Linked DNA regions of Mus musculus: region 2 is linked to region 1. Evidence: chromatin contacts called from public HiChIP or PLAC-seq data. All regions are on one chromosome and are shown on one strand. Each heading gives the region's core, a stretch centred on a gene start, on an enhancer-like site or on the middle of the called end of the contact. The rest is flanking DNA. Distances are from core to core; before and after follow the strand shown. Region 1 holds the start of Prmt3 (protein arginine N-methyltransferase 3). Region 2 holds the start of Slc17a6 (solute carrier family 17 (sodium-dependent inorganic phosphate cotransporter), member 6).

The links. HiChIP or PLAC-seq counts read pairs in DNA pulled down with a chosen protein or histone mark.
Region 2: a contact with region 1 is called in an H3K4me3 HiChIP or PLAC-seq map of embryonic forebrain, with 3 times the contacts expected there. The contact joins the promoter of Slc17a6 here to the promoter of Prmt3 in region 1. A contact is called at or near these places in 3 of 39 promoter capture datasets (cranial neural crest, hippocampal neurons and liver) and 4 of 115 datasets of contacts at active chromatin or transcription factors (astrocytes, embryonic forebrain, embryonic hindbrain and 1 more).

The regions. Positions count from the first base shown.
Region 1 is chr7:49,776,985-49,779,684 of GRCm38.p6, forward strand. It overlaps Prmt3 (protein arginine N-methyltransferase 3), which reads left to right and starts at 1,374. Exons shown (of 16, transcript NM_133740.2): 1 at 1,374-1,517; 2 at 1,597-1,729. The coding sequence starts at 1,493.
Region 2 is chr7:51,620,389-51,623,094 of GRCm38.p6, forward strand. It overlaps Slc17a6 (solute carrier family 17 (sodium-dependent inorganic phosphate cotransporter), member 6), which reads left to right and starts at 1,442. Exons shown (of 12, transcript NM_080853.3): 1 at 1,442-2,332. The coding sequence starts at 2,247. Gm33136 (a long non-coding RNA gene) reads right to left here. Exons shown (of 4, transcript XR_003946771.1): 1 at 2,359-2,706; 2 at 1,720-1,846.

The DNA of each region.
Region 1 (2,700 bases), core at 124-2,623:
ATGTTATTGTTTTTTAAAAGGATATAAAGGTGAGGGGTAGGGCCATGGGAGTGGATGGATCTGAGAGGAATTAAGAGGAGGAGTGGGAGGCATATGATCAAGAGACACTGTGTGATATTCTCAAAAATATTTTAAAAAATTATGATGTGAGCAAAATCCTGTTGGGGGAGGGTGTTAGCACCCCCCCCCCTGTTACCTGGCTAGGTATGCCTGAGTCACTACAAAAGGGGCTGCTTGTCCCCTCTGAGTCCTCTTGCCTTCTGGCTCCTGCCCCCCTCTCTCCCCATTCCCTCCCCCCTCTCTCTCCACGTGCTCATGGCTGGCCTCTACTCCTCTAATCCGCTACTCTCTCTCTCTCTCTCTCTCTCTGCCTTTTTCTGTCTCTATTACCTTCTTAACTCCCCTCCCCATGCCCTGAATAAACTCTATTCTATACTATTACTATACCATGCCCTCAGGGGGAAGAGGTGCCTCAGCATGGGCCCGCAGAGGCACCACTCCCCCCCCCCCCCCACCTGACTACACCTCCACCAAAACATATCCCTTCTCCCTTTATCTTTTTATAAAACACAACAGAGGGGAAGAGGAACTGCCCACCAAAGAGCTTCAGTGATCAGCAGTACACTGGCTCGAGGGTGTGCATGGTGGGAAGTTGAACTGAGCTGTCTGACACTATACTATGCAGGCCTAGCTGGCCATGTCCTCAAACATGCCCCATGCAGAGTCCAGCCTCATCTGCAGCCTGGAGGCTTTACCTACCCAGAATTACTGCTTCCCACCTGCCTAAGGGAACTCCACTGTTAGATACTAGGAATATTAGAAAGGAGGCAGCCTGAGACTCGGGAACCCTGGTATCCTCCCTAACCCCACAGGCAGGGCAGAGAGCATTTGTTGGCACATATCACACAGTCCACCTGTTTCCATTGTATAGGCTCAAGTTAATGCCTAAACTTTTCACACACGTGTAAGTCTTACCATAACCATCAGGTTACTGCAGTCATGAGAGTGCTTTACCAGTCAGGAAACTGAGGCCAAGAGAAGGCAGGTTACCTGCTCATGCTTAGAATTCAAGCATTCAGAAATAGAGTTCAAACTTAGGGTGTTTGTAAAGCCCATGGTTCTCACTTTATCACTTTAACCCCTAGTAGGGGTGTGGGGCTTGAGTGCACACCCACATACATCAGCATACAGGTTAATTTAAGGGGCTTTCTTGTCTTCCCCAGAGCCTCCGAGCCTGGCCTGCATTGGCCATCTCTGCCGCCAGAGGGCGCTGCGATAAGTCGGTGCTCAACCTTGTAAGCGCCGGCGCCTCGGTTGCGCAAGCGTCCAAGCCGGAGAGCGGTGCCCCGCCCCCTACGCCCACGTGACCCGGAAGCGCTCTCCGGACGGTTCACGCTCCGCGTGTGGATCGCTTTGGGGGCTCCCGCGCACCCGCGCCGCTCGTTCCCGGCTCCGGTGCCGCGCTGTGCGGCCGCGCGCTTGGTCGGCGGCCATGTGTTCGCTAGCGGCGGGGAACGGTGGGTGCCCCCTCGCGTAGGGCGGCGGGGCGCGGGTGGGCGGGCGCGGGTCTCGGTGCTGACCGTGTGTGCTCTGCAGGCCGTGGCGCCGAGCTGGGGCCGGAGCCCCTGGAACTGTCGGACAGCGGAGACGACGCGGGCTGGGAGGACGAGGACGCGGACACTGAGCCCGCGCACGGCCGGCAGCACACACCCTGCCTGTTCTGTGACAGGTTCGTGCCGGTGTGGAAGGCGCGCCGCAGCGCCAGCGAGCACGTGGCGGGCCCGAGGCTCCGGCCCGCGCGGGACGGTTGATTGACAAGGGGCTGCTCACGTGGTCCGGGGGGGGCGGAGCCGGGGACCGCGCTCTGGGTTTGCCTCTGCAGCCCAGTCAACCCCACCCCTCACTCTAATTCCCCCCCCCCACCCCCCATACTAAGTCAGGCCTGGCATACCATCACTCTGGAGGCTGAGGCAGGAGAATGGTCAGGAATCCCAGGCCAGCCTTGAGTCACCAAGCTAGACCCTCTCGAAAACACACCCAGAAAAAATCTGAACTTCACACCTTAGTCCTAAATTAGGGATTCCATGAAGGCTGGGTGTTTTTCATTCTGTTCCTTGGATACCAGACTTTGAAAGCGCATAGACTGGAAGCGCGCTTCCATTTCTACCATCCTATAATAGGACGTTCTCTTCTCATGTAACATTCAACTGAGCCATTTAGACAGAACTAGCTCACTTCCATGATTGAGGGAGGAACTGATGCTCTTTGTACTTAGGGGAAAATGAGGCTGCAGAGCCACCAACTTGTTCAAGGTCACGAAGCTGCTGTTTATATTCCTAGGACACACCTTCTTTTCACTTAAAATCCTGCATCTTAGATGGAAGTGACTTGGCTGAAAAAGGGGTGATTGATGTTGACTAGCGCTGCTGGGTCCCGCCCCCTGTGTCGGTTCCTGGTGCTGACTGGTGGCATATTAGTGGTCCTAGGTGGCGCCTCATTGGAGAGGAGAATGACTGCACACTCGTATTTATTGTATTTATTGAGCATCTGTGGTGCAGTGCCCTGTGATAGGCTGCGAGGATGATCCAGATGACCTGTCTTGGCAGACATTGAGAGTTGCCTGTGTGCTAGGCATACAGAAGTGAAGTGCGGAGTCTCTGCTGTATATTCGTTCGTGTCCTTCAGTGTTGGAGGTTACAT
Region 2 (2,706 bases), core at 192-2,691, 1.8 Mb after region 1:
AAAACAAGTCCTAAGGAGCTGGAAATTTTGCAATGAAACAATTTGATGAGTTTTTTTTTTCCTTTGTACCCTATATTTTTTTCTTTTATACTCTATCTCCTATGGAAGTGCATTCAATTTTGTGGCATTCCAGGGATATTTTTGAAGATGGCTTCCTGGTTTTTAAAGTATATACGTAATATAATATATAACATTCACATAATGCATATGTCCCAAAATAACAGGAATGTAATCGTGGTATTCTTGCTCAACCATACTTCTTAATGAAATACAATTTTATAGGCTTTGGATTTGGATTTAACAATTGCAAAGGGTTTTAGCTATTTGTGATTTTTTTTCATCTCTCTATTTTAGGAAATTTTTTTCCACATATCATTTGAAATCGTCAGAGAACATTCTTATTTGACTCTGCACCGTACCTCTGGGATGTAATCCAATAGTCCCTATGTAAAACGCACTCCCCTGGTTGATTTAGCTAGCATCCAAGGTTTAACCTTGGGGATGTAGCTCAAGGACAGTCTGTTTCGTAAGCACTTGCCTGGACTGCATCTTAAGAGGGTTGTGGTCCATGCGAAATAACTCACATTAATTCAGCACAATTTAATTGTTTTGCTTAATGATATAGGTTCAATGGTATTATACACAACTAAGATGGAAAACCTTGTAGGACCATCTCTCAAAACCCAACAAGCAACAATGGCAAAAATAGCCTCCCTCTTAAGAAAAGGTGTCATAAGGAGGGAAAAATAAAATTTAAATAGAGTGTAAATATATTGAAATAAATTTTTAAAACATTATCAGTTACTCTTCGCTAACAAGCTTAGTTATAGGTACAAATTTTACCTGTAATTAGAAATAATTCAGTATTGTGTTGTGCATTAGTTAATTAAAGAAACTTAGAATTCCAAAGAATTCATTTCAGACTGCCTGTCCTTTATTCGGAAAGTGCACTAATGTTACAGCTGTCATTATCTCTCTGTCTCTCCTCCTTCTCTGTCCCACCTCTTTTTTTTTTTTTTTTTTTTTTGTCTCCTTCCATTTCTCTCTCTGCATCCTTTCTTGTTCGTCTTAGGGGTTGAATCAAATACACAAGCAATATTATTATGCATCTCATAAACATAAGCTTTATATCGGAGGGGAACCAGGTGTTCACCTGGATACCACACACCTAAAGTAGAAGCTTCTGCAGTGTTGCTTCTTCACCATGCTGTCAGAGCTAGTATGTACATGCTGGGCAACGGGTGGCCAAGCAGAGTAACTTGTCAGTGTTTAATAAAGCCCTCCTCCCTTGCAGAGCCAAATGCAGCTTTCCTCCTGAGAACTCTGCAGACGATGACATCTCCCTACTTGGTTTCCATAGCATCCGTTCCTGAAGAGCCCTAGAAAGGCCCTTGGTCAGGGCGATCCGCCCAGCTCCCCTAGGAAGTTGGCGAGCGGGTTAGCCAAAAGCAGCAGCCAAGGTTCCTTAGCTTCCTCTGTCCGTGGTCCTGAAATGCTAAACTGCGCCGCGCGCACTGACGGGAGCGGTCAGGTTTTATGGAAGGTCTCCCCCGGCGCTGCCTAAACCACAGCTGTGTGTCTGTTATTCACTCACGTTCGCAAAGATCAGCTAACATTCTCAGTCTTAATTCCACTCTGCCACTCTGCCGCAGAGCACAATTACGCCGGCGCGATGGGAGGAGACCATGTTAAGGCAGGAAGCTAACAGCAGCCGCTCACCTGAGGCCTAGGAAGCTCCCAAGGGTTCTGAGAGCTATGAGCTCTGATCAGCAAAGTCACCATTTTAGACAGTAGGGTTCTTTTGCTTTTTTCCTTACACAAGGGTTCGATGACGTTTCTGGTCAATCTGATTAAAAGACAGCGGATTTGATTGCGATAAGACTTCAAAACCGGGAATTTACGTTGTTTTTCGGTGAGGTGACTTCCAGAACAGGGACTCATCAGCACCCGCCCAAATACCACGGCACTGCGCGCGCCCTCGGCCACCGGATCCTCCCCTTCCAATGAGACTTTGTGACTGTGTGTACCAATTCTCCTATTAGGAAACCCGTGGGCTGCATGCAGCTATTCTGTTGTACTCTCTTTCTCGCCCTCCCTCCCCTCTCCAACTCACAGCCTTGCTGGAAAGCTCACCTCTGCTGAGAAGAAAAAGCTCTACCTTAACCAACTAAGACTATGCGCAGAATCCGTCTTTCATAGCCACAACAATTTAAATCTGGTAAGGCTGGACACCAGTCTTTACAAGAATGGAGTCGGTAAAACAAAGGATTTTGGCCCCGGGGAAAGAGGGGATAAAGAATTTTGCTGGAAAATCCCTCGGACAGATCTACAGGTAAGAGACTGCAACCCCATGCTTACCTGGGACTCATCTGGACAGAATCTGCAAAGCCATTTCTGAAAAGCTTGATTACTTAGAAAGATTGTAACATGGTGGGAAAGTCTTTTTGTTGCTCATTGCTGAAGCTAGGTTCCACTGGAAACCTGCTTATGAATGCAGGAATGTGACACTAAACGAACCTGTCGTGTGTGTGTGTGTGTGTGTGTGTGTGTGTGTGTGTGTGTGTGTGTGATTTTGTTTCATTACCTGGGGATTCTCATGTGCTCCAATTCAGTTCTTAATCCTCCTTTGCAATTCCAAAATGTTCGTTCAGCACCTGCTCATAAAGCCTGTCTTTGTTTTCTTATAGATTTCACAAATAAAATCCC